2 separate regions of the Mus musculus genome follow, and region 2 is linked to region 1. The links are chromatin contacts, called in public Hi-C maps. All regions are on one chromosome and are shown on one strand. Each heading gives the region's core, a stretch centred on a gene start, on an enhancer-like site or on the middle of the called end of the contact. The rest is flanking DNA. Distances are from core to core; before and after follow the strand shown.

Region 1 (3,651 bases), core at 959-3,458:
CACTAATTAAGGGTGGATATAAGACAGACCTAACTCATCCCCACACCTTTAACTTTCCCACTAACACCATCAAAGGCAGGCAGCAGACCACACACCTACATTCACTCATACAACTTTCCAGAAAAATGTGCTTTCTTAGATTAAAAGTTTATCTTCATTAATCTCTTTCTTCTCCACAATGAATTTAGTTACACTAAGATGGCTTACCCTTAGCAAGGAGAACAAGGCAGAAGCCTCATTCCACAGAGAGCTTCTCTTGCTGCCATGGCTCAGCCCCACCTCTTGGATGCTCATTCTCTGGTCTGACCATCTATAGTCACATGACGCCTAAGAAAATGATTCTGAGACATGCATTTTAAATGCCCAGGTGAATTATTTTTCTGATTTGCATACTGAGAGGCCGGCAGACTTCTCCACAGCTGATCTCTGTTGTTGTTCTTTCCCTCACTGGGCTAGTGTTAGAATGGTCTAGAACAATTTCTGGCTGTCCACAGTTTTGTTACTCATCCAGTAGGGTTTATAACTTGAAATCCAGGTCAAGAAATTAAGTATGTTCACGGATACATATTTAATTAAAGTCTCGGTTGCTGGTGGTGCAGGTGTGGGCTTCCCTCAGTCACTTAAGCTCTCTGGGCTGCATTCTTCCTTTTTAAAAGCCATGGGAAATGTTCCTTACACATCAAGAACTCTGAGCTCCCCAGATAAAAGCACGCATGTGCGTGTGATGTGTATTTATTGCCTGTCTACTGATGAGAGGTGGTGGTCTTCTGCTGGAAATGGGATTGGAGATTTTGACTATAACAGAGAAGAAAGGGCCACAAATGAGTAACAAGCAGTCAGAATAAAGAAAATTGAAAAAAAGGGCAGTGTTTTTAACAAACGAAACATCAGTTATGAAACTGGTGGTTTAATTTGGTATGCTTTCCACTTTTAAAAAATTGAGCTCAACTGCATGTATAATGAGCTACAAGCAGAAGGTACATTAAGTAGTACATGAATAAAAAATGACCTTTTCATTTGCTCTTCCGTAGCTTGGCATTCCTATATTATTAAAATATAATGTATTAAAGATTAAGTAAGCATATTAGCATACAGACATCATGCTTCTGTGGCCATGGACATGACGGCTAGCCAATATAAAGACAGAAATCCACCCATGTATATTCATAGTTTAATAAAGTAAGTATCAATTAAAGTGAACACAGGCCTTCTAACAACAATTAACGTCAATTATTTCTCCGGGTATTGGGAAGAAGGCAGTGAGCAGAGACTCCTGAAGGGAGCCACAAATAATAATCACAAAGCAGTCAGTTGCAGGGAGAAGCTGAATTTCATGCTATAGAAAACTATTAAAGAGCTAAAGTCCCTGGCCTAATGCAATGTATCACAACAGTCCAGAAATTAAAAGACTGAAACAATTTTCATGATAATATTTTTGAAACTCAGCCACTTATTAATTACATTTCATCAAAAAATCATTATTTTCCTGTCACTTAAAATATATAATAGATGTGCAGTGTTGAGAAAGTGCACAAAGAATTGTAAAAGCATGATGTAAAGTTATCAAATCCCACAGGCGAGGTTTCCCTTTCACCTCGCGTATAAACAGAACAGGCTCATAAAAGGAAACACAGAATTAAGAAAAATGAAAAAACAAAGCAAAACAACAAAACAAACAAAACAACGCAGAGAACTGACACCGCAAGTTTACTGCAATTGCTGCCACCTACATATACTCTTTTTTATTTCACTTTCTTTTGTGTTTTGCTTTTCCTCTTTTTACATCTCAATTATCGTTATATTATAAAGACACAATCTTCTGGCATGCTCTTTTCAGTTATGTGAAGAGTATTTTTTAAAGGGTGCATGTTCATGGAAAGTTATTTTTATTTTTCTCTCTGAGCACTGCTTTCGCCTCTCATGGTGGAGAGTAGACATGTCTTAATGTACACAGAGGAGGTTCTGTGGGACCCGGGAAGGAAAGGACACAGTGCCAGTGACCATCCGGAAGGTCTGCCTTCGCCAGGTCACGTTCTGAAGATTTTAGCCCTGTACTTCCATTACTACAAAATGTTGTGGAGTAACCAAGAATAACCTAACAGGTAGCTAGCAACTTCCCAGTGCTGAGCTGAGCTTCCACAGACCTGAGCTGTCTACTCCCTCCACTGTAGACCCTGCCGTGTGTTCAAGGAACGGCAGCACAACCCTTAGTCAGCAACTAGATAAGACAGCGCATCTCTGAACTGCTCCTGGTCTGTGCATCCAAAGGGCGGGCCTGTGTGAAATTGATAAAGTGTGTGCCAGAGAACAGAACTCATTCAAATATGTACTTACTAAAATCAGTCAAGTTGATACTTAATGTCTTTAAAAGGAAAGTGAGTAGGAATCACACAAAGCATGCTACACTGAAATCGAAGGTCCATGTTGTGGGGTACACTTCTGTTTGCACTGATGTAGACGTGAGCAGAGCGTTAAAATAGATATGGCTGTCTTATGTTCTCTATGGTTTCCTTGGATGGAAAAAAAAGTGATTTTATTTTTAAAAGTCAGCTTGCTATAAATAAAATTTATCATGTACTGATGTATTATTTCTCAATTTCTTCTTCATATTATCTCTTGGAGATAGATGGCAATAACAGACACATTAAAATGACACTAAAAGCCGCTTTTTATAGTTTTAATTATTTTTTCCTCTTTGGTAATAAAAATGATGGGGTGTGTTTGCATGTGTTATATATTGAGAGGCTATAATACTGTTTAAATATTCATAATTGTGGAAATAACTCTCACTTGGTATTTTGAAAATAAAATAGACTGTTTGTACTCCATTTATATTCTGCCCCTCTATTAATGCATATTGTGGGCACACCTATATTGATGTCGATCAATCACTACCGTGCCTCTTATTAAGCCCTGAAGAATGCTGCAGAAGGACAATTTTCCTTTACGAGTCCATTAGGTTTCACTTTCTGAGAAATAATTTCACAATTAGTAATATAGGTAATGAGCATTGTTTTTCCACTGCTCTTGGAACTCGGACTTTAGTAAAGCCATTGCACATGTTCACTCCGTGTGCAGGCCCTCCTCCTTGGCACATGTTCACTCCGTGTGCAGGCCCTCTGCCTTAGAGTTCCTTCTAAGAAACAAAGACCACATGGATGACCCCATAGCCATGGAGCAGACATGCCTCCTGAAGTCCCACAGGGTCTCACAGGTCTCCTGAGAGCTGCATTTTAACAGGGTTTCCAGTGAGGCTGCATCCCTCCATGGTCCAGAAGACAGAAATATGGAGTTATTGATGTGCGTGCTTGTGTGTGTGTGCATGTATGTATGTGGGTGTGTCTATGTATGTGTGTATTTATGTGTATGTATGTATGTTTATATCTATGTACATGTGTGTAATATATACTTCACTCACTGCATTATAAGATTATAGGACTTATGATAACCATGAATTTAATATTAAAGTACTTGAAATAGTTCACATACTATTCTTAAAGATAATAGTATCTTTTATTAACTACATATAAATTTTTCTAAATAAAATGAAATCTGTAAAACATGTTTCAGTTGTATAGTTTGAATCTACAACTTGAGAGCACTATCAAATATTCAAGCTTCTTTTTAATATATCATTTTAGGAGGCAAATT
Region 2 (3,290 bases), core at 84-2,583, 51 kb after region 1:
ACCCTTTCCTCCCCAACTTGCTTCTTGGTCATGATGTTTGTGCAGGAATAGAAACCCTAACTAAGACAGTCATGTAAGAGGTAAATCAACTGTGGTGGGAGATCTATTCCAAAGTGTAGCTGCCAATATGTCAGCCCATAAGAACCACCAGTGTGCAGCCCCTCAGGCTTGTCCTTATTGGGGTGTGACTCCAGTGGTGTACCTGCCTATGAGCTGACTGGAGGACTCTGGAGTGTGCAGCTTGGCAGTGACTTGCCCGTGTTTCTTTAAACGATCTTCCACTCACCAAGCAAGCCTTGGACAGGAACCCTGACTTTGGTCCGTCAGCACCTTCCCCATCTGGTGTAAATACAAGTTGATGGGAATAGGCAGGGAGAAATGCTAACATTCATCTAATACCCAAGAAGCTATTTTTGATATTCAATAATACCATCTTATCTTTTAAACTACGGGTAATAAAAGCTAAAAGCCAGAGTGATCACAAGTCTACTACTTATAGTCTTGTGAACTGACTGCAACCTGAATTTTCTACAGACCAAATACAAGGTTAATCAAGGAAAGTCTTGAAATGTCTTTTCATTTTTAAGGGAAGATCTTTTTTTTTTTTTTTTCAGTGTAATCTATCCCCAAAACACTCAGCTTTATTCTATGGATACTGGTTATGTGTGTGTGCCGTATCGCAGCTGAGGGCAACCTAGGGCTGGAGTTTTTACAGTGATGGGTGCTGAGGATCAACTGGTGCTTTCTTTTGCAAAGTTGGAAGAGCCTCCTCCTTGCTCTTTGCCTCCACGTGGGAACCTGCTACTTATCTCTTCAGACACAGGACCCACAAGCCGTGTGCTTTACAAACGGGCGCGATCACCTGCCGGTACCCACGCCTGAGAGGAGGGTGGCATGGCACCAGAGAGAAAGCTGCCATACACGATAAGTGCACACTGATGAGATTACCTAATTATTGCAGAGCTTATCACTGCCCAGCAAGGATCTGCTCCAGAAAATGCACTGCTCTTACAAAGCCTGCACCGCACACCAAAGTCCTGATGTACATTTAGAAGACAAAGTTTCCAGGCAGACATTTCAGTAACGTGCTTTGTCCTCACAATAAACGCTTCAGTATGTCCACATATACTTTTATTTCGGACATAGGGAATTCAAATACAGTGGTAAAGTAGAAAACCACATTTAACTCTGGTCCAGAGAGAATTGGAGGAGATAAGTTGAAATTACCCGTGTCTAAACTCCTGATGATCCAGATCAGAACCCATACATTATTAGAACTAATTATGGTGGTGTCCTTCCTTGTTCAGCTCACATTTGGGACATCAAGCTGGTGAGACTTTCTGAATGTGGCTTCTGCTGTTACTAGGAGATTACTATGCAGTCTATGACATCACCAAGCAGTCTCACAGCAAACCCCTGATCCTCTGGCTCCTACTCTTTCTACTCTCCTCTTCTGTAAGAGGTGATTGCAGAAAGCAGTGAATGAGAAAGATGGTCTGCCCAGAGAAGAGCGCACCAACTGGGTGTCCGGTTTCAAATAATCAGCCCTGAAAACAGACAGTGAAGGAACACTGTACAGACCAAACAGCTAACATTTAGGAATGTATGTGTGGGCAATAAAAAAACTGGTGAAAGCAGAGACCCCTGTGGAGTGAAGTACTTGGGAGGGTTTGCGGGGGAGGAAAGAAAAGATAGAAATGTAATTGTACTATAATCAGAAAAATAAACTATTTGTGGGTTTGGGGAGATGGCTTGGTGAATAACATGCTTGTTGTGCAGAATGAACACCTGCACTGGGATCCCCACAACCCACATTAAAAAACTGATCATGGCCACACATACACACATACACACATACACAATAACCTCAAAAGTGTGGCTGTGTGCGCTCACTGTAAGTTCAGTGATGAGGCCAGCTCGTCTTAATTACAATTCCTACTGACGTGATGAAGCACCGTGACCAAAGCAACTCCAAAAGGAAAGGATTTATTTGGCTTACATATCCCCAGTCACAGTCCATTGATAGAAGCCAAGGCAAAACTCAAACTGGGCAGGAACCTGGAGGCAGGAGCTGATGCAGAGGCCATGGGGAATGCTGCTTACTGGGTTGCTTCCCCTGGCTTGCTCAGCCTGCTTTCTTATAGAATCCAGGGATGGTACCACCCACAATTGGCTCAGCACTGCCACATCAATCACTAATTAAGAAAATGCCCTGTAATCATGCCTACAGCCTGAACTTATGAAGGTATTTACTCAATTAAAGTTCTCTTCCCTCAGATGACTCTAGCTTGTGTCAAGTTGACATAAAACTATCGACTATAGCACCCAAAGTCCTCCTCTGTACTTTATAGTGATACACAGAGATGTGTTGTCCTACCCCCACACAGGCACATGGGTGTGCACACCTACCCACATACAGCACAAAATCTGACTGCTTGATTTTTTGTTTTTGTTTTTGTTTTTTAATTTTAAGGTAATCGTATTTTTTTCCTAGAATATTTCTGCTGCTTTTATGCAATTCCTCAAAACAGCTTCCTGAATGTTGACATTTATAAGTGCAACTCAAAAGGACAGGTCTGGTGGCACAATGAGATGCCACTCAGTAATTTTTCTGAAGTTTGCTAAATGAGGGAGGGCATCAAGCAGACAAGGGTTTAGGGAGGTCAGATGGGAAGGATGTGTCTCCCCCAAAAACTGTGCAACTGGCCGTCTTGCCAAGGTCTGGCTCGTCCCTTGCTGACTTTAATGTGAGTACAGGTACATACTGCCTGCAGAACCTAAAGACCTGTTTTACATATAGATGGGTGTGGCTTATTCCATGAGAAATTTAGAGAACATGCTCAAAAATTGAGATTAAACCCAAAATATTAAAATCTGCATATATGAAACTTTTAAAAATCAATGTGACACAAAGAAAATGTACTTAGCAATATTCCACTTAGAAAATGCTATCCATGGTTATACAACCAGATATACAAACATGAAGAAAATGCAAAAATGGCATGACTTCTCAGTCTCAATATAAGGCAAAAAGCACCAACTGCCAGGGGAAACTAACTGCCACATCCCGTTAGGGGATCAAACTATAATTGGGTAATAAAAAAAAAAAAAAGAGCTAAAAGAGGGGCCTTGGGTGACTGGGACTTCAGTACAAAAGTTTATTTTATCATCACATGCCCCAAGTGTCCTGTCTTCTACTCAGGTAAAGTGACTGGTGCAGTGTGAGGAATGCTAAGCTCCTCCTATTTCTACCTCACTGTTAAGAACTTGTGGGCAGCTCCATGCTGAAG

What was found. Hi-C and Micro-C count contacts between places; a contact is called where the count stands out from the background.
Region 2: a contact with region 1 is called in a Hi-C map of erythroblasts, with 2.2 times the contacts expected there. The contact joins the promoter of 4930405O22Rik here to the enhancer-like site in region 1. A contact is called at or near these places in 2 of 15 datasets of contacts at CTCF or cohesin (the G1E-ER4 cell line and the NIH/3T3 cell line), 4 of 484 Hi-C or Micro-C datasets (the G1E-ER4 cell line, the N1E-115 cell line, erythroblasts and 1 more) and 1 of 115 datasets of contacts at active chromatin or transcription factors (bone marrow-derived macrophages).

Annotation. Positions count from the first base shown.
Region 1 is chr17:63,259,738-63,263,388 of GRCm38.p6, forward strand. All of the region lies in intron 6 of Fbxl17 (F-box and leucine-rich repeat protein 17), which reads right to left. Among named protein-coding and RNA genes, the nearest start is that of Gm41607, 36 kb to the right of the region's middle. Within about 2 kb of position 2,209, at least 20 of the 459 cell types and tissues checked have an H3K27ac peak or open chromatin away from gene starts, as enhancers often do. A contact at or near this core is called in the G1E-ER4 cell line and erythroblasts, where this site is marked.
Region 2 is chr17:63,311,640-63,314,929 of GRCm38.p6, forward strand. 4930405O22Rik (RIKEN cDNA 4930405O22 gene) reads right to left here and starts at 1,334. Exons shown (of 4, transcript NR_130176.1): 1 at 1,228-1,334. All of the region lies in intron 6 of Fbxl17 (F-box and leucine-rich repeat protein 17), which reads right to left.